Linked DNA regions of Ctenopharyngodon idella: region 2 is linked to region 1. A link is a contact called in public Hi-C data. All regions are on one chromosome and are shown on one strand. Each heading gives the region's core, a stretch centred on a gene start, on an enhancer-like site or on the middle of the called end of the contact. The rest is flanking DNA. Distances are from core to core; before and after follow the strand shown.

What was found. Hi-C and Micro-C count contacts between places; a contact is called where the count stands out from the background.
Region 2: a Hi-C map of muscle shows a contact between it and region 1, with 6 times the contacts expected there. The contact joins the promoter of ntn1a here to the promoter of stx8 in region 1. A contact is called at or near these places in 2 of 2 Hi-C or Micro-C datasets (both in muscle).

The regions. Positions count from the first base shown.
Region 1 is chr6:15,272,385-15,278,496 of HZGC01, forward strand. It overlaps stx8 (syntaxin 8), which reads left to right and starts at 3,087. Exons shown (of 8, transcript XM_051896712.1): 1 at 3,087-3,237; 2 at 3,634-3,733; 3 at 3,835-3,929. The coding sequence starts at 3,221.
Region 2 is chr6:15,414,423-15,420,534 of HZGC01, forward strand. ntn1a (netrin 1a) reads right to left here and starts at 3,840. Exons shown (of 5, transcript XM_051896711.1): 1 at 2,288-3,840. The coding sequence starts at 3,305.

The sequences.
Region 1 (6,112 bases), core at 1,837-4,336:
GGCCTACAAACATAAACGTAACGTTAACACGAGACCATGAACTGAGGAAATCTGTAGGCTTAAAGGCACAATATGTAGGATTTTTGAAATAAAATATCCAAAAACCACTAGAGCAGTGTTATATATTTTTTTGACTTGTGTATGTACATTATCCCAAATGTTTCCAAGAATGTTTAAATTCAGAGAAATAAGCTGTTTTTAACCAGGACATGGAGATATCCAACTGTCCGTGCGTCGCCTATCAGTGACGTCATACCCGCGTTACCCTCAATTTCTGATTTTATTTTGTAGAAACCATGGAAACACCAAAGACGCTTTAATATATTACATGGTTTATTAGACAAGGGAACAACTGTTTGGTTACATTTATAGACAGAAAACGAATTATTGTTATATGGCTCAACACGTTTAGTCTTATTGTTTAAATCTAATTTTCTTGATTTTCCGCAAGTACCATGCTTTTACCATGCCTCAGAAAAAAAACACTATTTTGTCAAGTAGCTAACATAGCATAATCAGATGCAGCTTTATGTTTAGTAACAGTATAATACAGCATTTTCTCCATCATACAATATGTTTGTATTTAATTGCATGCCATTTATCAGCACAAGCCATCCAGCATTCTAAAATCGATCTAGCTTACTGCAGTGTCAAGTGTCTCACAGCGTTCGCTCGGCAGCATCTCTAATATGATAAAACAGCGCTGCATTACCTCATACGCTTGACCGGAAGAAGCGGAAGTGGCGACTGTGGCATAATAAAAGTTCCTGTGCTGTCGAGCCGTGTGTCGCGATCATCTCTCATTAGCAATCGTTCCAGCAGTCTCGTTCAGCTCCCACAGCACTCGGCCCCGCTCTGCTTCATACTACAGTAACGTTAATTATCTCATCCATGAACATGATTTCTGCCTGAGTCCTGTCCCGATTCTTTTCCACCTGTGAGTTGAAGACGACATCTCCCAAGATTCCGCGCTCAAACTCGCCATCATCAAGCTACGCCTTTGTTTTGAATAGGTGACCTCTAGCGGTGAAAATTCTACATACTGTGCCTTTAAATACACAAAGGATGATAATTAATAGAGTGGGGAACGGGTGAAGACTAATCAGAAACCATAACAAATGAGAAAAACTCAGGCAATAACAGTGATAATGAAACTAAACAAGAAAGACAGGTGAAGACTAATCAGAAACCATAGTAACAAGCAATAATTTAGGCAATGACGATGAAAATAAACAAGACAGTGAAACTAAACACGATTGTGACACAACTTCCCCCTCCTGCTGAGATACAGTCCAATCTGAGGGGAGAGAGGGCGGGAGTGTGGGGGCTCTGGAGGAAGACGAGGAGCAGGCAGAGGAAGACACCACTGAGACAATGATCAGGGGGGAGATGAAGGTGGGAGAAGCCAGGGCGGAGACAGGAACAACCAGAGCAATAACGGGAGGAGCAGGAGGATAACATGAAAGACCACGGTGGAGACGATGGAGGGAGGAGCCATGGTGGAGCCTTGGTAGGGGGGCCAGGCAGAATCATAGAGATGACTGACTGAGGTGGATACGATGGAGGTGGAGACCAAGGTAGTCCAAGTGTAGGCGTGTGCTTGGCAGACTGGGGCTGAGATGGTGCTAATGAGGACAATGAAGGAACTGGAGGAGCACAGTGGAGACAGAGGAGCACGGGAAGGAGGAGCACGGTGGAGCCAGAGGGGTGAAAGGTTGAGGCGCAGCAGCTGGTGGAGCCAGAGTGACAATGGACCAAGGTGAAGCCTGAGGGATGACAGTCCATGGTAGAGCCGAGAGAGCGTTGAGCCAAGGTGGAGCCGATGGGTCAGAGAGCTGAGGTGGAGTCCGGCCAGGACATGAAGCCAGAGTGATGATGGACCAAGGTGAAGCCTGAAGGATGACAGTCATGGTAGAGGTGGAGTCCGGCCGGGACGTGGAGGCTTGAGGAGGAGCTGAGGGATCCATGAGTCAAAGCGGGTCTGATGAGTTGGAAGCCCCTGGCAGATCCGTGCAGCATAGCTGAACCACTGGAGGAGCTGAGAAGCTGAAGGGAGACAGCGGAGATGAGTCTAATGAAGTGAATGGCTTTGGCAGTAGAGGAGGAAGAGGGAAGCTGGGCGGGACCATCCGCGATGAAGGAGACTTGGTACTGGGCTTAACCCCTTACCATGCCACCCCTATTTTGGCAAGTGGGGCATAAATGACATAGCCTACTCAAAATTAAAAGGTTGCTGCTCATAAATCATTCTGGATAGACACATAATCAAAATATATTTAGAAAGCTGACACTTGGGAGTTTACAGTTCAAGACTCAGAATTACTCAGACTAGCTTATACACTTTTATTAGGCAACAGATACATTTGTAGAGGTTCATTTCAAGCATTGCTGTCAACACGCAGTACTGTAGTCACCAAATGACGATAAAGGAAGTAGACTAATCAAACTATTCAAATAAATTTTAAAGCCTCACAAATAAAAAAAGCTAAACACATCAGAGTAAAAAACTGAATTAGCCTAGACTAGCATAGGTTATTCGCTCATGTTTGCTCTGCTGTAGGCTATCCTTACTATGTTACCTATTTATCTGAATGCATTTAATCAATCAGGCAAAGCAGCTTAGACGATTTGTTACACAAACTATGCATTTTTTGAACATTTGAATTGTTGCAGTTTATGCCTAATATTGAAACTTTTATTTCCTTATCTTCGAAATAATTCATAAACACTTGTGATTTGAGGAGCGTGCACTAATATTTTCAGTTCCATTCGTTTGCGTGTTGTCTCAAGGACATGCCCACAATAGTGTCATATCATGAATATTAATGTAAGCGCCACCCAGTGGAACAAAGTGAACGTGAGTTATTAGTATCTCATTATCAAATGTATTTATTTTTTTACCTTTTATTTTTTATTAAACTTCAAACAAACAAAGTCAATGTACAGTCAAAACTACAACAATACATATACACATAGAAAAACAGACTGCCAGGGGGGAGGCTAAACATTATGTAAATATATTAAAGGACTCACAAATAGAAAAAGTTTTATTTGCTTTCTTATTATGTGAATGAATTGTTACCGAATGAAGTCTGTCTGTTGGAGGCCACCGTCTGACGTCATGCCAAAACAGGAACTAACACAGCGCAGTTTGTTGATGTGATTTTGCAGTGAGTTTCTATATAAACGCTTGTTATAACTGAAACAAAAGTGCCGCAATATGTCACAGGATTTCTGGTAAGCATTTTATACAGTTATCGTTTATTGACATCTGAGGTCTACAGTCAGTACAGTAGAGTTAAGAAAACTCAATTCGCTTTTTAGTTCGGTGGGTCTGTAGCAGCCACATCAGCTGGGACTGAAAACAGCTGTTTTAATTTCCTTTATGGCTCATTATATCCCATACTTTAGTAAATTACTATGTATTTGTGTACATATATGTGATTTTTAAGCGGCGAAAAAACACGTAAAAATGTTGCCAGGCTGGTTAGCTGAGACTTGTGTCACATGATTGTGTTGATGACAATCTTGTGATTAAATTACTTGCAACACACATTTTATGATCTCCTACTATTAGCATAATGTCATAGGTGTAAAATTGTTTGACAAAACTGCCATTTTTGTTTTATTTAGGTTGCAGAATTATGATGCAGCTTGTCGGCTGGCTCAAGAAATTGCGGAAAACATCCATGAAAGAAACAGACAGCAGAGAACTGGAGGAAATCCAGCCAAGGTAAAGACAGGGTTTCATTCTTCATAATTATGTTAAAGTTGAGCCCTCTGTGTCAGTGCTCTTTATGCTGTAATGTCTCTCTTGTGTGTCTGTCTCTGTAGCTGAACATGACCCTGAGAGCATCATTACAGAAGCTCAAACAGAATATAGCACAGCTCAGGGAGACGCTGAATCGAGCTGCTGCTCAAAGGCAGATGTATCCTTTTCAGAAAAATGAATACTAATTTCATGCACAAATCCTGAGAGTGGAATCCAAAGATGTTGAGAGATAAGTATGTTGTTGGGTCATTCTACAGAAACGTCCACTTTTCTGTCCCTAGCCTTTACAGAAATATTACACTTGAAAAACACTTTAGGATTACAATTTTTTTTATATTTTAAAATGAAACAATATGTTATTTGAACAGTTAAACCTTCTTGAGCCATCAATGGGGCAATATTTGTTTTTTAATTAATTATAAAAATTCCAACCAACACAGAAGTGCTCGTCCCCACAGTCATGTACAGAGGGAAAGTGCTTTATTTTGAGGTCAGAAACAGTTTTTTCTACCATTTAAAATACAATAATGTATACATAACTATCAAATATATGATGTAAATGACATTAAAAACAAAAACCAATGCTTAATAAATATTATGAAATATTTAATCAAAGTACTGGTCCCCTGAAGTTGTGTCACTGGTGTTACCTTTAACAAAAATCTCTTATTTTTGAAATAAAAAAATCACACTGATGACATCACTTGACTTCCTATTTCCTGAAGATCAATGAAGAAAGGCCAATGGAAAGTACACTATCTCTTTTCAGTTATCAGAAATTTTAATTAGAAAATCATAATTTCATATGAAGCTTTTAGTTGAAGTCACTGGTATGACCTACTTTATTGTTAGGGAATTTTAAAAACTAGAATACAAATGGATTAAACTACTTAAAGGATTAGTCCACTTTTAAGTAAACTTTTCCTTATAATTTACTCACCCCCATGTCATCCAAGATGTTCATATCTTTCTTTCTTCAGTCGAAAAGAAATTAAGGTTTTTGATGAAAACATTCCAGGATTATTCTCCTTATAGTGGACTTCAATGGTCTCCAAACGGTTGAAGGTCAAAATTACAGTTTCAGTGCAGCTTCAAAGGGCTTTAAACGATACCAGACGAGGAATAAGAGTCTTTTCTAGTGAAACAATCGGTCATTTTCGAAAAAAATGTAAATGTATATGCTTTATATAAACAAATGTTCGCCTTCTAAGTGCTTCCGTCAAAACCGCATTTCCGTATTCTCCAAAAAGTTTACGCTGTATGTCCTACGCCTTTCCTATTCTACTTACGGAACGAATGCAGCACCAGTTACATTTTTTCCGTAAGTTGAATTATCAGGAAAAGTTTATTTGAAAGTGGACTAATCCCTTAATTTAGTGAGTATACCATGATTGACAACGAGTGGTTTGATACCTTGCAGCAGCCATTTTATAAAATGCATTTTTCATGAAAATTGGCACTGGTGTTACCTTTTTATGAAAATTGTCACTGGTGTTACTGTTTTTTGTCTGTCACATTAAATAAAATGTGTTATATGTGACATGATGATAATTTTACATAATTGAATTCTGCTACACTTAAGAATTAAGATTGAAAGGATCGCATCATTACTTGTTTATAACTGTTTTTCCAATATTTTCATTATAGCAAATACATGGTTGCGCAAATGAACTAACATCATTCAATCACACTATTAACTAACCTGATTAAAATAAATAACACATAATCTTATTTTTTTGCATTATCATTATTTTTCTGTAAATGACTGCATGTGCTGAAAAAATTGAGAAATAATATTTTATAAAAATGTTTAAAATTGCCAGAGAAGTAAGGTAACACCAGTGACAAAAAAAATGGTACATGCAGTCTTTAAATAAATGCACAAAAAAAAAAAAAAAAAAAATCATTAAGCTGTCATTTATGTGTATTCATAAAGTCAAAGGGTAAGCTAATAATGTGGTCTAAGTTTAAATGTTAGAAAAAGAAATACATCTTAAATACATTTTAAGACATCTTGCCATACCAAAAGTGGATGTTTCTGTAGAATGACCCTGATATATTTTACTCCAGAGGAAGAATGTGATACATCAACATTATAATCATATTTGTAATCTGTTAGTTATTTTTTGTGTAGGGTTGGTTGTGTTTGTTTTGAAGATTCATTAAATGATTGTTCATACAAAAATAGTTTCAAACCCATTTTATTTGGAACACAAAATGAAATTTTCACGCTCATCCTTTCCAAACAACAGTGCAAATTAACTCATCTTTCAAGCTCTAGAAAAGAAAGAAAAAAGCAAACAAACAAGCAAACCCTGTAATATATTCCAAGGGTTCTGA
Region 2 (6,112 bases), core at 2,590-5,089, 140 kb after region 1:
AATAAAGTGTCAAGGATACAGGGGAGCAATTCATTTCGCCTGTGCGACAGTGGCGTCTAAACTAGTTTGTTTACATTTCTAGTTGCGGATATTTAGGGCTTACTTAGAGAAAGGAGAATAAGAACAAGCTCTTCTCCTCTAAGATGAGTCAAAACAGACATCGAAAACTGGGCAGGTGCAAAATTTGCTTCAGAAATGCGTGATGGATGACATATGATGATTATCAGGCTCTTTTCAGTATGATGATTCAGATTTGTTTACGCAGGACCAGACATTATTATTTGCATGTTTAATTGACAGTGCATCCTCATTCCATACAGACTGCTTAGGTTTTCACACTGACAGAAAATCAGCAATGAATGTCACTAAAGTAATAGACTCATTAAATAGATATGTAATGTATTAAAATATTATAATTCTTCATCATGTTTTAAGATGCAGATAGTTTTATCCAGAGAGGTACACTGTTTTTCTTTCAAATATTCTGTTTAACAGTGTTGGCAAAGTGAAATCACAGAAATGCTAAATATTTTATTTTAAGGAATGTTTTAATCTGCAGGTATTATATGCATCTGCTGGACCCATAAGCATTTTTAATAACCCAGTTATCTTATCTTTCAGAGTGCTGATAAAGAGACTGCTTTAACTGTGCTTCAGCTTGGTGTAGGCCGGTTTAAAAGTGGCCAGACAATTCAGTGCAAATTATGAGTTTTAATTTAGTTTATAAATTATGTTCTTCATTCATTAAAGTAAATGATATGTTTTCATTTCTTTATTTTTGGCGTAAGCAATAGGCTAAAGATTCATGTTCCCCCAGCTAGTTTATCATACAGTGATAATGTGTATTACAAAATTTCTGTGCATACAAAAAATAGCCTATTTTTACATTTTTACAAATGCTTAATAAAATATCAATAAAAACACTCTCATGAAAAAACGGTATACCCTTTAAGAAAGTTATAATATGTACCATTTAGGTACTATAATTTGTAAACTTTTGGTATTGATATGTATCTTTGAGGTAGTAATATGCACTCTTTAGGTACAAAGGTGTACCTTTTGAAAGGGTACTGTCCCAGTGACAGCTTTTGTACCTTTTTTTCTGAGAGTAAATATTAATATTATGTAAATAAATACTTGGGAATCTAACCGGCGCCGCCGATATAACTTAATTCGATAGTTTGTAGTCTTTTATCTGTATTTTGTTTGTGATATAACTCGAAATAAAACGATTTTATTAAAGCTTAATAAATAAAGTAGGCCAAATATTCCTTAAAGGATATGTCTGAAAATGTATTTTAATGACATTGATAAAAGTGAGTGCACGGGTCACAACACGAGGCGGTTCGTTGGCAGACTTTTATCACATTGCTCTTTAGACGACAAAATGGTATGTTTGTTTTCTCGCTTCAGTCTCTAAAGACACCTGTTCAATTTATTTTTTTTTTTTTCTCATTATGCGTGTTGATACCGGATACATATTTTCTCCTAAACTAATAATACACACTATGAATATTATTTTTTAAATTATTTTTATTTAAACTGTATTGAAATATCTAGTTTGTGTCATTGCTTATAAAATAAACATTAACGCGCATCTTAACAAGCTATGTTGGACAAATGGCAAACTTCTTTTTTTTTTTTTTTTAAATATATTTAACGCGTTTTTTGACCTAATGAGCCGTACAGAAAACACATTAGCCGAACATAAGTTTCTAAAGCTCCCATATGTTTTATTTTAGTGTAAACTTTTACAGGCTATAATTGTATGTAAAATCGACTGAAAAAGTCGACCTTAAAATAAAGTTCAACATTCATTAAATTTTCATTATTCAAATATTCATTCTATTTTCCTACATTTATTCAAACCTCGAGCTGTTTGATGCCGAGATTGATAAAAATCGGCTATAAGATCATGATAGACTGTAATAATTTCTATTCGTTTAACTCAGGACTGACAACAGTAGCTACCTTATTTATTTACCATTATTTCAAGTCTTTGAAAAAAAATTGATTTTTTTTTTATCTTCCTCCAAATCATTGCGCTTTCTCCATAAATCTGTCGCCTATATATTGTTATCCTGTAATGGTTCCCTTCATTAGATGCGAAATGCTTGAATTTAAAAAGAAAATACCCGCACTTTTCACTTGGCAGTCATGGCTGGTTTCGAACTTATCTCAAACAAATTGTACGTGCGACGAAAGATCAACGATATGTGTTTGGTGAAATGTTCTCGCTGTAGGCGCTTTTTCCAGAGATGACACAGAAATAAAAAGTTGGACCTACCGACACATTCGTTGGCTTCTCTGGCGGTTGCGCGCTGCCAGGGTCGGTCATAGTGAAACGGTTTGCATCTGTCACACTCTGGTCCGGCTGTATTGTGCTTGCACTCGCACACTAGGTTTCCATCCCGGTCTTTGACGCACCGTGACGCGTGTCCATTACACTTACATCTGCCTCCGACCTGCAGGTCTGACACGGCGTAAAAGTAGGAATCTCTTGCCAGCTCCGAGTCATCCTCATTTTCGTCTCCGAAAGTGTGCAGTCGGCTGAAAGTCACCTTAATGTCAGTGGCAGTCACCCAGTCCTGAAGTACGGGTGAATTGTCAAAGTCATGCGCGGAGGGTCGTCCGTCCAGGGTGCTGAACGCTATCAACCCGCCAGAGAGTGGGTGCATGTCGGTGTGAGAATCTGTGCAGATGGCTTCCTGCTCGTTTTGCTTAGTGATCGTGGCTTTGCTGGGCTTGTTGTACATCTTTCTACACTGGGTCGAGTAATACTGGAAAGGCACCCAGGACTTGCCGTAGTCCATTGATTTAAAGATAGCCATAGACTCTGGTCGGGGTGAGCAGAACTGCAAACTCACGTAGGTCACTTCGAATTTTTTGCCCAGGGATAATGTTAAAGTGACGTTTTGAGGATACTGGATGTAATTGTCCGACTGCCAGCAGGTGAGATTATGAGGATTGTTCAGGTCGGTTAGGTAAGCAGGTGGGTGATATTTCTTTGGGTCTGACGCGTCGCACGTGTGGCAGTTTCTGTGCTTTTCATCTCCTTTCTCAGTCACCACACAGTACCGACTCGGTGTTTTGCCGCAGGTGCTGGACGCGCGCACTTCCTTCCCGAACGCCGCGTTCACGAAATCGGGGATGCATCTTCTGGGGTGACCGTTCTCGTCGTAACACGGATCCGGTGGGGAGGTCTGAGCGGCGAACATGCTCATGCCGTATCCGCCGACAGTCCCGTTGACCACACAGTAAAGAGTCACCAAAGTGACCAAAGCATCCGAGACCCTCAACATCATCTCGCGCCTTCCTCAGGCTCTCCTGAGCTGAAAAACAGCTTCTAAAGAGAAGATGCGTTCACTGTTTGCAGATATAATAGGGGAAAATCAGTTGACAGTCTGAGCGAGATCAATCCAAAGCCGCTATGACACCACGATCAAACCGGTGCCAAATATGAAACTGCTGTATATCTGACTCCAACTCATGGGCAAACTCCTGGATACCTGATCTAAACCACTGCGGAAGATCCGAATATGTTTAGCCTACACTTTCGCAATTAAAGAAAATCGCTGAAGAAATCTCCACACAGGTCACTGTACCTCCGTCAAACGCTTCAGCGAAAGCAGAAAAGTCACAAAGCAATCTAAGTTCGTACTGGCTCTCTTTTTCCTTGAGTAATGGACACGCGCTTTCACTTGTCTGGTTCTTGAATCTCTGCGCATGATATAAGAAGATCCCGTTAGTTTGAGCTCTAGTGAGATAGGAGACACTCACGTTGTCCCGCTCTCTCTCTCTCTCTCTCTCTCTCTCTCTCTCTCTCCCTCTCTCTGCTCTATGGAGAAAGAGTCGGTCGGACGCGTCTTTTACGCAGAGCTTTGAGCTCATTCATCTCCAGCAGTGACACTAGAGAGAACAACGACATCCACTGGTAGATTATCAATAAAACCAGAGCAGACATGGAACAGAATTGAACAGAATAGAGGTTTAATTTGTGGGCTAATTTAGTTAATATTTAATGCCTTTGCTCTATAATTGTGGCGCATATTTCATTTATTTAAAAAAAAAAAAAAAAAAAAAAACTATAGAGCAGAGAGACTATAGTTTAGAGAAGAAGATAAACATAATGCTTTTTTGTAGTTTTTTTTTTTTTTTTGTAGTTATTTCAGAGAGACTTAAAAAAACTATACATTTATAAAACATCTGTGAATTGGGAAATTAAATTTGGTTTTATCAATGAGTTTAATTTTCTGATAACAAAAGTTTTCGTTTGCTACCTTTTTATTTTACAGCCAAAGGTAATGACTTCCTTTAGTTTGATTTACACATTTGAATGCTGTTCTTCTGAATACAAATTCAGATGAGGTTCTTATTAAAAGCAAACCCGACTACAAACCTGATAACTTATGGTTATCCATCAGCTAATTAAACAGATTTTGCACGAGGTCTTCGCATTTGTAACATGTTCTATTGATATTCTATTAACAAAGTTCGGGAGGAACACGTTCAAATTGCCTAACCAATCAGCAAGAGATAAGCCTATATAGCCGACTCACCTACATTTTCTGCATCACTCCACCACCTGTCTCCTCACACTTGCCTGGTTACTATTCTAACCAGAGATATGGGGGGAGTAGGCCTACTCTGGGTTCGAGCCAAAATTCCGAGCTAGGAGCCCTCCCCTCGGACAGCATGCCAAATATGCATGTTTCATTCTATCTGATTATTTGTAAGTGTGAACTTGTGAATTAGCCTAGGTCAGGTGTGGAATTGATTAAATCCTTTACTCAACATACTTTACCTGTACTATAAAATTACTATAAAATATAATTACTACAGACCCAAACCCATAAACCAAAACGATTTTTTTTGTGTGCATTATTTAGGCCTACTGTATTTATTAATCATTTTATCTTTATATCTAGCCTAGATATTAATAATAATTGTGATGTAGCCTAACAAAGGGAAGCAAGTAGGCTAGCCTAACTTTTTTTTCTTACAGCGCATGCATTTTATAAGCATATATTTTATGACATATAGGCTACTTTATCCAGTGTTTTAAAAAGTACTGTCGCAATAGACCTATGCAAAGCTAGTATATTTATATTTACATATGCAAATTTTATATATTTTTGAAAAGAAAAGAAAGAAAAGAAAAGAAAAGAAAAGAAAAGAAACAACATCAATATGTGTCGATGTTAGGCTACTGATCCTCATCCAATGAAAAGCACGCGAGCGGTCTACCGTTACTATGGTAACATCAACAGGAGAAAGCTATTCTATTCGCGAACGTCTATGGCGCCAGATAACTCCGCGATATGACAAAACATTATATGACCCCCACATTTTTGGAGTGGGATTATATTTACATTAAACAGTTTAGGGCCCTACTCTTTTCAGAGGGCGAGATAGATCACTTTCTTAATTCTCACCCTGAGTGCAGTATAAAATATGGATTATTTTTAATAAAAAATGTCTCAACTGTAACAAGGGCACAGGTTAAATGCGCCAAATAGCGCCTCCAAACATTTCAGGAATAACAATGTTCAGCTTTACCATATGATAAATAAAATCAAACGGTCATTCAAATTCACTGGTTATCTGTATTAGGGAAGTCAGTCAAGCTTCGCCTGAATTTGAATGATTCAAGTTCGAGCGAGATGGGAAGTGAACAGGGCTGCATTTCTCATAAGCTTCGTAAGTTAAACTTGGTGACAATGTCATTGGCGGCAATAGTTCTACGATATATTCAGGCTTACGATGCTTTTGATATACGCAGACCATGGTGTTGGAAGACGCGTGCGCAAATAGCATGGGTGTCAGAATGCGTTTCAATTTAAGTCTGGAAATTTATATCGATTATCCATGTGAATGTAAACAAAACCATAGATCATATTATCAGAGTTATTTTAAGAGTTTTATATTATTAAATAGCTGACTTAAACATTCCTTTAAGTCATTTCTACAAATAGGCCTTCAGTGATTCATTACAAACGAATAGGCTACAGACTTTTCCTTATTTTAGTTTTAGTGATTTGAGAAGGCCAAGTATGGTAACGGATACTCAGATTTTGTCCTCTGCATTTAACCCATCCAAGTTAGTGCACAC